Linked DNA regions of Gasterosteus aculeatus: region 2 is linked to region 1. The links are chromatin contacts, called in public Hi-C maps. All regions are on one chromosome and are shown on one strand. The core of a region is the stretch at or near the end of the contact, and the rest is flanking DNA. Distances in the headings are between cores, read along the strand shown. Region 1 overlaps atic (5-aminoimidazole-4-carboxamide ribonucleotide formyltransferase/IMP cyclohydrolase). Region 2 holds the start of psmd14 (proteasome 26S subunit, non-ATPase 14).

Region 1 (6,119 bases), core at 2,517-5,016:
AAAACGCTCCCCTCCTTGTGATGACATGGTGGGTATTGACTCGCAGACGAGGGGGCCCCGTTAAGTCAAAGCACGATGTCCTGTAATGTGGTCAGAGGACAGACGTGTGTTGTCCCATTAGGAAGCACGTGTATTGGATCCTGTGACTCTCATGTGTTCATCACAGCAAGAAGAAGAATGGGGCGATTTAGACCAGAGAGTTTGCAGATGTGTCAATGGAGAATTGTACTAAACCCCCACCGAAAATTGGATTAACTCAGAGATCTATATCTATTAGGATGCGAGAAGACGTGCACGCTGTAGAGCAACATGTGTAGTGTTAGTGTGATTCAAACGACTCCTTCAATGTGAGGATGAGTAACTTTTTGAGGCGGCTGTGGACAAAAGCTGCATCGAAACGCATCAGCTTGGGCGTCGGAGATTTTGACAACCTTTTTTTTTTTTTTTCTTTAGATACCAGAGTTGAAACCATAAATGATCAAACACGGATTATTGCAATTTCATGTTGCTTTAGCAGATTGATTGTGTGATTATAATCCTGTAGTTTTTCCTCTACTACAGGGTTTAAAGAGGATTGACGCAAGCACATACATTCGAGTGCAGAAAGTCCTGACATCAGTGCCGAGATTCCTTGTTCTCATTCATTTAAAACGTTTGAGCACACAGTGATCAATGACCACATTAGGTCCCCGATCTTTGTAATGGGTCCAACTGATGACCGATCTTTCCGTTTGAACATTTTATGGGTGGGGGGTTCAACTTGAACAACTCTCTCGATTCACTCTGGGAAAAGCATTTTGAACACTGCGTGAAAGCTCGAATTAAAGAAGTCAGTCTCCCTGCACGCACCCTCTTGTTCCTCATATTGATCTTTCTGGGTTTGTGCTTTCTAAGAGTGGTGGTGTGCAACCTCTACCCGTTTGTGAAGACCATCTCTAACGCGGCGGTCACCGTGGAAGATGCTGTGGAGCAAATCGACATCGGTGAGTTGTGCGGATGAGGTTGTGCGCTTGTGGAACAACATCTGATGTTTCACGCTGCGTTAGAAAATGTCTGGTAACGATCAGTGTTCCATCTTCCCAGGTGGCGTAACTCTGTTGAGAGCAGCGGCCAAGAATCACGCTCGGGTCACTATAGTTTGTGATCCGGCTGACTATTCAGTGGTTGCCAAGGAGATGGAGGGTTCAGGAGACAAAGATACTACCCTGGACACCCGAAGGACTCTTGCCCTCAAAGTAATCTTCCCTTCTTTTCTCCCCATGACTTTACGTCATTGATCTGCATCTACGTGACCTTTCTGACTGATCGTTTTCTGTTTGCTCTGTGTGATAGTAATTTGAGTTTTGGACTGTTGGTCTGAACAAACAAGATGTTTGATTTATTTTATCTGTGACTCTGGAAAATCCTGATGAGCAATTTGAAATCTATTTTTTTTTTTTGTAGAAAAGACCTCAATCGGCCGTCCTCAATACTCTTATCAAGCATCCGTTAGCCCCGCCTCTTCACTCGTTCCTCTAGTCTCAATTATTGAAAAAGAATTGCGTACAGAGGTTGCAGGTTTTAACCTGATCTTTTCATTTTCATCGACAATTGTGAACGTGTTGCAGTTTGCCGCTATGGAACGCCGCAGGTGATGTATACGTTTTGGTCTCACCGGGGTGCATTTGTTTCTGTGCTCTTCAGGCCTTCACGCACACGGCGCAGTACGACGAGGCCATATCGGACTACTTCCGTGGGCAGTACAGCCGCGGCGTTTCCCAGCTGCCTCTGCGCTACGGCACGAACCCTCACCAGGCTCCCGCCCAACTTTACACCGAGCGCTCGGCCCTGCCCCTCAAAGGTCGACCCAACACCTCCACCGTCTCCGCTGACCCGAAACCTCTCACTGTTGTTTTTTTTTTTAACTGAGTAGTTTGGAATTTTGGGGTAAAAATGTTGCTTACCGGCTGAGAATTAAATTGGAAGATTAATGGCGCTCTTGCGTGCAGCTATTGCCTGATTAGCTGAGCTTTTCACAAAGACTGGAAATGGTGGATAGAAGCTAAAATAAACAAAATTCAATATCCAGCAGTTCTAAAGCTCACAAACCGCTACTTGTTTTGCTTATTTTGTAGAGGAAAAAGTGTAGAGATTTCCTTCAATCTGACATTTTGCAGAAGGTTGCATCTGTCACCAGAAACCTATTCTGTGCAGATGACAAATGCGACGCAGGGATTTAGTCCGTAATTCCCCCTGAAACAAACACGTCGGTGAGGAGTTAATCCATTAAACGACAGGAGTCGAGGGAGAAATCGATTCATCCTGACGCGTCCTCGTTCTTCTCCGTGCCCTCAGTGGTCAACGGCTCCCCGGGCTTCATCAACCTGTGTGACGCTCTGAACGCCTGGCAGCTGGTCAGGGAGTTGAAGGGCGCCCTCGGCATGCCCGCCGCCACCTCCTTCAAGCACGTCAGCCCCGCTGGTGAGACAAAAAGAGACGCGCGGACGCGCTTTGATTCAAACCTAGTGCCTCTTTTTGAATGTGACCGCGACTCTCCGTGTTTCCTCTGTAGGTGCTGCGGTTGGAGTTCCTCTGAGTGAGGAGGAGGCCAAAGTGTGCATGGTGCATGACCTGCTGAAGGACCTCAGCCCACTGGCCACGGCCTACGCCAGGGCCAGAGGCTCAGACCGGATGTCTTCTTTTGGAGACTTCATCGCTGTGTCGGATGTTTGTGACGTTCCCACGGCCAAGATTATATCCAGAGAGGTAAAACGCTTTTCTTTAAGAAACGATTTGCTGGAGTGCTACTTTGCTAAACCACAATTCCATCTGCTTGCTCCCAGGTGTCTGATGGGATCATTGCACCTGGGTATGATGAGGAGGCACTCAAGATCCTCTCCAAAAAGAAAAATGGCAACTACTGCGTGCTTCAGGTGAGAATTGATTATCATCTGTATTTTTGTATTTGTGAATAAGGAGCTAACTTGAATGTTGTTTGCCCAAGATGGACCCAGACTACGAGCCCGACGAGACGGAGGTGAGAGTGTTGTTCGGTCTCTATCTCAAACAAAAGCGCAATGGAGCCCTCATCAATAAGGAGTTCTTCAGCAACGTGGTCTCCGACGGCTCGGTGAGTCTCTGTAGTGTATATTCACTTCTCACTCGGCTTGGTCCTTTTTTGTAAAATCATCATTGACACAATTCTGGAAAAATCTAAATGCCAAGTGCTCAGCCCTATTTGTTTGTTTGTTTGTTTGTTTGTTGTCAAGCTCTCGGAGGAAGCGGTGCGCGACCTCATCGTCGCCACCATCGCTGTCAAGTACACTCAGTCCAACTCTGTCTGCTACGCTAAAGATGGCCAAGTAAGAACCGGCAGCTGTAAGGAGGAGTAGCCTGGATGCACCACATGTTTCCCTGCTAATGTTCGTTTGTGGTCTGTTTACCAGGTTGTCGGTATTGGTGCCGGTCAACAGTCTCGTATCCATTGCACGCGGCTGGCTGGGGACAAAGTGGACAACTGGTGGCTGAGGCACCACCCTCGTGTCCTGGCCATGAAGTTTAGCAGCGGCGTGAAGCGAGCGGAGATGGCCAACGCTATCGACCAATACGTCAGCGGCACCATTGGGGAGGTAAGGGGGGCGACCCGGGCACATTTAGGACAAAGTCGTAGTTAAGATTAGTTGTTTTTTATTGTTTGCACGTCAGATGAGTGCATAAACAACCAGAGTGAAGTTGCTGTCCTGTGGGTCGTTGTAAAAGCAGTGGTGTGTTACTCCATTTTAACTACGTTAAACACGGAGTGTTGTACTTGATAAGCAGCCTCCACAGTTCTGAATGTTCTGCCATCATATTGGAGAATTACATCAGAGCTTTCTGAGTCCAGAAAATTGTGTGTGAATCTAATTTGAGGTTTAACACTGGTAGTCCAATTGGCTGATTATCTGTTAGAATAAATAAATAAATCAACACACTGACTGTTATCAGTAAGTGAATAATAAAGTTTCGTAATACTTTTACATTTGCATGCCTTCTTTCTTATTGCTTATTGCCATTGCTAGATTGGATTTCACCATATTTCCTCCCTCGGATCTGTATTAATAGTTCCCACAGTACACGCGGCCCACTAGTGTCATGTCACGGTAGAGACCTTGAGGGTAAATGACGTATCCGTTGTTGGGACAGGGCCCAGACCTCGCAGTTTGGAAGTCAAAGTATGAAGAGGTCCCCGAGCCCCTGTCAGACACTGAGAAGAAGAACTGGGTGAGCTCCCTGCAGGCCGTGGCTGTCAGCTCTGATGCCTTCTTCCCCTTCAGAGATAACATCGATCGTGCCAAGCGGGTAAATACAACGCACCTTTTCCAAAAGCATCGTCTCTCACTGTATATACGTTTGTTAAGAAACTTACAGGACATGGCTTGCAGACACCTGCTTGTAAACTCTCAGAACACTGCTGAGCCGTTACGAACGTTGCTTCCTCCTCTTGTTTCTGTTTGTAGAGCGGAGTGAAGTACATCGCGGCCCCGGCGGGCTCTGCTGCCGACCAGGTTGTGATTAATGCCTGTAACGAGCAAGGCATCACTCTGGTGCACACCAACCGGCGGCTCTTCCACCACTGAGAACCTCGGCGCTTCTCCAGGTGTTCTTCCAACTCAACTCAGTTTTTGGATCATCGGAGCCAAACGCTCTCTGTAGCCATGCTGATACTGGAAGCACTCATAGCCTCCTCGTGCTCAAGTGTAAATGTTACAACTGTTTTCTCACACATTAACATTTTAGCTGAGACCTCAAAGAGCTGCATTAACTGTTAGTGTTCCAGTGAGGTCAGTAACTTTCTGTGTGAAATAAACTGAATCACAGGTCATGGTTTTGTCTTTCTTTGCCTTTTACCGTCTGTACGTCCAGGTCTTGTGACTTTAGGTTCATGCTACAATTTAACTTGGATAACTAACTAAATGCTAAACTTTGACAATAGTCTCAAACTAGACATTTTTCACTGTTTCTATTCCTTAAACCTCTTGGTTCTAAAACAAAGAAACATGTTCTTGGGTTTTGGCATCTCTCCTGCTTTATTCAAATAAGGGACTTTTTGTCAAACGGTAGAAACAACATTGGCAACAAAGTATAAAAATAGAACAGTTCCGATTTCTCACATTCACACATTGAGATTAAAGGGATAAGTTAGTAGAAAGACGCGCGTCAATCACACAGTGTGTGACCCCTCAGTAAGATACAGAAAAGACCCACCAGTTCTGGGACAATTTAACACCGCGCTCTTCTTTCCAAAGGTTTCTGCTCTTTTTGATGAGTATGAATATTTAAAAGGATCTCAATTTGAATAGTAAATCTGAGTCCTATATTCTACTGAATTACACACACAAGGATAATTTTCCCAATAATAGTTTTCATTTTACAATTGAGTATGAATTTAGAGCCTTGAGAGTGCACAGTGAAAAGACCGGCTTTAGAGGTGGATCGCTTTGATCGGGCCAGTGTGACATCTATGGATAAACGTACAAAAAGTGATAAGGCGGTTATGACAGTGAGACAGTGCATAATTGGACAAAAAGGGAGCAAAGGCGATGTCCACAGCTTCACTCCAGAGGACTCTGAGGAACGTGTGTGTCTGCCAGCAGGTCCGGTCGGAGGCACTCGATGGGGCAATGAATGTTCTGGAGGCAGAATTGAAAGGGATACGGTTACATGTCCGGGTAATATGTTCAGTTTCCAAAGTGAGGTCTCGAATGTATATTATAAAAATACTGTGTGCCATAGAAAATACCATAGTATATTATGCAATGAAAAATTAAATCCTAGTAACTCATAAAAAAAATTAACAAAAGAGTAAAGCAGCTGTAAACAAAGTTTGCACAAAAAGTATTAAAGGTTATAAAAAGTATTAAAGTCATAAAAGTGTCACTATAGTATGTTGACAAAAACAATAGAGTATGTTAAAGTCATTGAAAGTAATTGTATAGTATGTCATAACACATGCTGTATAAGAATGTTACGGTATATAAAAAGTTAACATTGACGCATTTATTATATTAGTATATTCTGCAACACAAATATACTAAATGTAATTATGTGGTATGAGTAGTGTGCTGGATTATATCAAATGTCAGAAAAAATGTTTGTCATTT
Region 2 (6,119 bases), core at 1,138-3,637, 37 kb after region 1:
GCAAACAAACAGGATTTTCTATAGTTTCATTTCAACAGCTGCTTCCTTTTGCCGCTCTGCCATAAAGACCAGATTTGTGGAGTACACGGCCAATAGCTGTCCTCTGGAGAGATTCTCCCTCCTCACCGCTGGATCATAGGAGCTCCTTCAGTTACCATGGTTGCTGCTCAGATTCATTTTCTCTTCAGTTTGGCTGGACGGCCTTCTCTTGGTAGGTTTGCCGTTGTACCTTATTATTTCCATTTTTTTAATAATGGATTTACTGGCGCTACGTGAAATGTTCAAAGCGTGGGATAATTTTTTTTATAACCTAATCCTGCGTCATACTTAGCTACAACGTTGAGCTCCTTTGTCTTCATAATGTTTGATCTTTGTTCAGTAAAGCTGTCTAACAAACTCTTTCATACAGAGATCAAATTATAGACCCTACTTACCAATTATGTGGTGTGCAAATTGACTTGGGAAGACAATTGATCGTATCAGATTTTTCTTAGGGGTTTCACAGTAAAGAAAAGTCAAGGGGGGGTGAATACCCATGCCAGGCACTGTATACCATGCATTGACTAAACATCACAACAAGGAAGTTAGCTTTATTCATTTCGTTATAGGATAAATACATACCGTTCCGGACTGTGGCATGGCAAACACATCAATCACTCGTACTGTGTAGTCATCAACAAATTCTCCCAACATCAAGCCCATGACCTCCATTGGTACTCCAGCACGTCCGTGCTTCAACATCTATGGAAGAGCAGATACATGGGAGAAGTTACAAAGGGATTATTTGAAACACAATCACGACCACATAAAGTGTTCAGTGCATTCGATGTTTGAGTACCTTGAGCAGGGCCAGAGAGGAGATGTAAACTTGCTCTGCTGTGTCCACAGCAGGTGCATCTGTCGGGGGACCCTGCGGAGGCACAGCAGAGTTTATCGAGCCTTTCTTACACAGTAGTTATGCAGATCAATACAATTAAACTATAGTTTAGAACTTGAATGCATGAAATATATTATGGGTCAATATTTAGTATCCTTTCAATCCTTTGGTAAACTATTAAAAACTCAGGGTATGACATATTTGTGAGATTGCACTAGAACTCGAGCAAAGCCACCCATGTCTCATTACTGTTAATAAATCAATTTAATTTATATGATTAATAAATACAGACTACTGGGCCCATTATGGATTCAATCAAATATCTAGTTTAGTCCAAAATTCCTAATAACAACATTTATATAATAATTGATAAGTATAAGGTTTCAGGCTGAAAAGTTGATTTAAGAGGTTTGGTTTAAGAAATTTTCCATTTCAATCAATAGTTTTGTTCAAACGTGTTACCTGGCCAAGTCCTGGCATTCCACTTCCGAGCCTCAGCAGGCGATCCATATCGAGATCTGAAGAGCAAACACAATTAAACTTTCCGTCAAACTACACATTTATACTAGTGGAGATACACATTTGATTTTATCTTTATTTAGAACTAATCCAAAAAGGTTTGGGACAAGTTCATTAACAAAATATACATATGGCACAAGTAATGGACTAATATTTACATGGACCACACTTAGTTACAGGTTGCATATAGTCGGGTATAAACTGTTAGATAGCGAACATTAAGTCATATGTGGGTTTAATAGATGGAGTTGAATCGACGTTAACAAAAACAAGAAGCAGAATAACTTAAATCATGATTTAGTATCGCGATATTGGGATTCACATCATCTAACGTTATATTCTAAATTATTTGCGTTATGTTTCGTGCCTTCTCTTTCGGTCATGAAATTGACATTAGGATTTAACGTTACAGGTGTGACGTTATTTAAGTAGCCGATGAAATTCCAACAAAGTAGAAATTAGCCACGCTAGTTAGCTTGAATTTGCTAATCATACAAACGTAGCAAAAGAGTCTTGAAACCCACCCATTTATTTTTTCAAATGAAAGTATAGGTTACCATATATAGGTAACAAAAAGACAGAGACATTTATAACACATGTGTCATTAAAACGCTCGGTTCATTGACAGTCACATCCACGTTAGCTCGCTTTTAGCTCCCTGTTAGCTTCCTCACGCTTAGCCTTTGGCATCTCACACAAAAACAGCAACAAAGTCTTAACACTTATTTGATTTCACCGCGTTTTATGAAAGCCACTGACTGCGGTTACGCCGTAAGTTCACTTACCTGTTGTCAAATATTTCAGGTGTTTTGAAAAGGCTGTGTTTCTGTGATCGGTCGAGTCAGTGTAATTGGCTACAATGAATCAGCCAGAATTCTCTTCTTTTTTTTGTTAGAGAATCTACTTCCGTCGCACTCGTGACGTATGTTGTTGTCGCCAGAGTTGCACCTCCATGATCTAGACACAAGGGCGCGCTAGAATGAATACGTTTCACAGTTCTGCTGCTCCTGCGATAATTGTTACCATTTCTACAATGGTAAATATGTTCTATGGATATAGTTATATCGGTGTATATGTATGTCCTATGCACAACTGATTACTGCTTTTACTTATTGACAATGTAAAGTCTCACTCTATTACATAAAAGTAATACGATAAGCTTACACAATTAAAAATATATAGTTGGTACTTAGAAACAGAATGATTAACTACAAAGGCCTACTAACTGTGTTATAACATCTGTTTTATATTAAGTACTGACATTATATATATTTGGTTCAGGGACCTATGGATATTCTTCATATTGTGTTTTATTGGCACTCTATATCTTGGCACAATATTTCTTGCTATTCAATATTTTTATCTTGTGTCACTATTTCTGTGTTCTCCATTGATGTACAAAAAGGATTTCTAAACGTTAAATGTGTACGTTTTTAAGTCAAGTTGTGAGACATTCACAATATTGACATCATGAATCTTTCAAATGGTGATTGTTTATAATATAAAATGCTTTTATATTTGGTAACACTAAATACAATATTTCCCTTGCGGTTGTTTTCTTTCTTTGGGTCGATGGCTGTGTATTTACTACTAATACTACTGATATTAAGAGTATGCCTGAATCAAGAATGACAGATGTAGTTACACATGTACAGTATATATCTGCTCCTTGTACAAGAAATTATAGAGGTGCATCAATGTATTTCAAGAACAGGAGACTAGTTAAGTCTCTAGTTTGACATAATAATCATTACATTTTTCAATCAAATTGAACCTAAATATGCACCAAGACCTTTTCTTCTAGGACTTACTCAACATAGAAAAGAAATACAGCACGGACAAAATATACAGCATCTATATGTCCATGCTAAAAAGAATGAAAATAGCTGAGAAGTTGTGTGGTTTCTCATATTTCAACACGCAAGCATTTCATTATTCCCCGAGGAGCCCTACTCTGAGCTGAACCACAACACCACTCGGCTTGTGAAAAAACTCCTCTGTTGGGCTCGCTTGTATTCCAGCAGGACAACTTGTACATTTCCCCCCGAAGGTTGTTGTTGGTTACTTGACTTCCCAGCCAGGTCATCAACAGGAATTTTTGAATTCCTTCATTCCTTAGAGAATGAGGAAGGGGGAGATAATCATCCACATTCCTCAGCCCCTGCATCACCACACCCTCTTACTACCTCCACACAATTCCCTGCACTCAGCGGTCGTAACCAGGATGTGCTTCCTTGTGATAGACTTAACTCTAGTTTAGATGGATTTTACGATCCACAACGTGTCAACTTAAATAATTAAGGTATATATTAATATATAGTCCCTGAATGTTGTTGCCAGTTTGTATCTAATTTACTTCCTAGGATACTTCTAGTATTTCTGCTGATAGGGTTTGAATCTCTCCCCCATAGTGACCATTAGGTAGCTTCGTCAACCAATAAAGGAGCTGGTGAAATCGACGACTTGGTCTGAGAGAACACAATTCTGGAGACAAACTCATTCTCATTATTTTTTCTTCCCAAGTGGGTCGGGTTTATTGTTTTCCGCATTCGTTTTGCTGACAGTGTTATCTCATTTAATTCAGCTCTGCTTGAGATTGGTGAGCAGCTTTTCATTGGTTCATTCAGAAAGTTATCCATTTGGCTTCAGACAGGGAGACTCCTTCCTGCAGTTTTACCCAGAGAAACAATGGATGAAAGGATGAAATAGCCAAAGGCTACAGATCAATTGGATAATTGACGAAGTGAGTTATGAGTACAATGCATGTAGCGAAATGGCTGCTAACAACACATTGGATCTAATGTGATAACCATCAATCAATAACTACAAAAAAACAAAAATCACACAGAATCACATCTACTAAGAGTATTGGAGCTCCTTATTCAGATAGGAGTGAGCTGACATTTCAAAGACCATCAGAAGTAGCTTGTAACACGACACCAGCAAGACATCTTAATCCGACTCACAGACGCAATAAGGGGGAGAAATTTGATGCTTTAGAAGCTTCCATGCACCCTGATGGGATGTGGATTCAGCTTTGCTTAATACATCTCCTCCAGAATCACTGCTAGTGGGAAGCACGGCTTTGTGCACCTAAGTATCCATGTGTGAATATAAAATGACTTTAATTATAAAATAGTGAGGGGGAAATGAGCACCTCGACAGTTATCTCCGGGCCAATGCAACTGATTGAAGTGGCTCTGCTGCATCTCTACCAGTCGGTTTCCCTTTTAAAAAGAAATACTCATATCGGTTTACACAAACACCGCAATGCAAAGTTAGTGGTTTGATTCTGGCAGATTGCCATTGTTGCACATAACAAAACCTTTGTTCTCTGTCTTTGACGAGGTTAAAAACGTTTGTGGCAAAGATATATAAAAATGATAATTAATACTTCTTCTTACAGTAAAGGTTTCTTGAGGATTGGAAAAAGCATCTTATTCCATAGTATCGGACGGTATAACAAAGCCACCATTTCACCAAATGAAAATGTTTTACATGATACGTGAATAGGTTTTGACAAATTCCCCCCAACCTGTCTATAGTGCGCTAGTACTATTTTTCAATAATTGGTTGATTTCATGTTCTAAATAAAAGAATACATTTTTGCTGGAGAGGTTCCCGGTGCGAACATCAACACATTCTGTATACTAACAATGTGTCTGCAGCATAAAAAGCTGTTAAGTCATGTATCAACTTTTTGGTTGGCTTTAAAGTTTGTTTCCTGATCATTTGTGATTTATTACAGACATACACATCAACCCATCTAATGAAAGCTCCAAGATCACAGAATACTTATGTCTTACTCAATTCCCAGAAGAAATGCAGAAGACACGACCTCAGCGGTCGCCTATAGGCTCAACATATGATGGCAATTACCAAGCAGAAGACCCGAGGACACCGGCGTGTGCAATGGCAGCGGGTAAAGAGAAGAGAATGGTGGAAATGATTCTATTGTAGGGGAGGACCGGCTGTAATGAGAAGGGCTGTTCCTCTATCGCAGTGCAACAACTAAAAGCTTTAAGCTTGCGTCCGATGAACTCAAAGGGTCCCAGAGGTCAAACGCAGGAGATCAGAGACAGCTCATTCTGAAGCACCAACGGCAAACCAGTGCATTTCGAAAGCAATCCTGAAATGCACTAGAAACATTTGACCACAAGCTAAGACATAGTTCCTGTTTTTTTTGGCCCCATCAGTGAGTTATGTGAAAAATGCTTAGTTTACATTTTCAAAAACTGCACACAAGCAAATCAATCTTGTGAATGCACTGAAAGAGGAAAATATAAGTGGAACTTATCTACTTCACCTTTAGGTCACAGAATCAACATACAGAATAAGCTGCTTCAAAGAGCACATATAGGATGCAAAAGATAGGAGCAATAGGCCTTTTTAATGAACGTTTTATTTCCAAATATGTGTTCTGTGTTCTTCTCTTTGAATTTTCTCCCTCGCACAGTTGGTTTTAACTCGGGGGGAGTGAGTGACCTCCGGCCCAGGCCAGACCCTGCTTATATTTCATTGCATCCTGAATCTCTACCATGCAGTGTGTTGGATGGGGGGAAGGGTAGGAAGAGGAAGAGGGCGTGTGGGTGTGTGTGTGTGGTTTGGAGGAGGTGGGGGTGAAGAATGCTTGGTATGTGCGGACGACAACAACATGAAAGGCGACGCGCGTTCCGCGTAACCGACCGTGCGCCTGCAAATCAAACGCAAAAGCACTTTGCAG

Evidence for each region. A called contact is a pair of places that touch in the nucleus more often than the background predicts.
Region 2: a Hi-C map of skeletal muscle shows a contact between it and region 1, with 2.4 times the contacts expected there. The contact joins the promoter of psmd14 here to the enhancer-like site in region 1. A contact is called at or near these places in 5 of 6 Hi-C or Micro-C datasets (liver, skeletal muscle, tail fin and 1 more).

Annotation. Positions count from the first base shown.
Region 1 is chr12:7,700,340-7,706,458 of fGasAcu3.hap1.1, forward strand. It overlaps atic (5-aminoimidazole-4-carboxamide ribonucleotide formyltransferase/IMP cyclohydrolase), which reads left to right. Exons shown (of 14, transcript XM_040199099.2): 4 at 895-983; 5 at 1,084-1,235; 6 at 1,684-1,840; 7 at 2,335-2,460; 8 at 2,552-2,745; 9 at 2,823-2,912; 10 at 2,984-3,109; 11 at 3,249-3,341; 12 at 3,426-3,608; 13 at 4,162-4,317; 14 at 4,476-4,840. The coding sequence ends at 4,595. It also overlaps the pseudogene LOC144385345. Among protein-coding and RNA genes, the nearest start is that of atic, 3.9 kb to the left of the region's middle. Within about 2 kb of position 3,767, at least 1 of the 9 cell types and tissues checked has open chromatin away from gene starts, as enhancers often do. A contact at or near this core is called in liver, where this site is marked.
Region 2 is chr12:7,738,335-7,744,453 of fGasAcu3.hap1.1, forward strand. It overlaps psmd14 (proteasome 26S subunit, non-ATPase 14), which reads right to left and starts at 2,388. Exons shown (of 11, transcript XM_040204966.2): 1 at 2,182-2,388; 2 at 1,340-1,395; 3 at 839-910; 4 at 622-741. The coding sequence starts at 1,387. rbms1a (RNA binding motif, single stranded interacting protein 1a) reads left to right here and starts at 5,666. Exons shown (of 14, transcript XM_040204954.2): 1 at 5,666-6,119.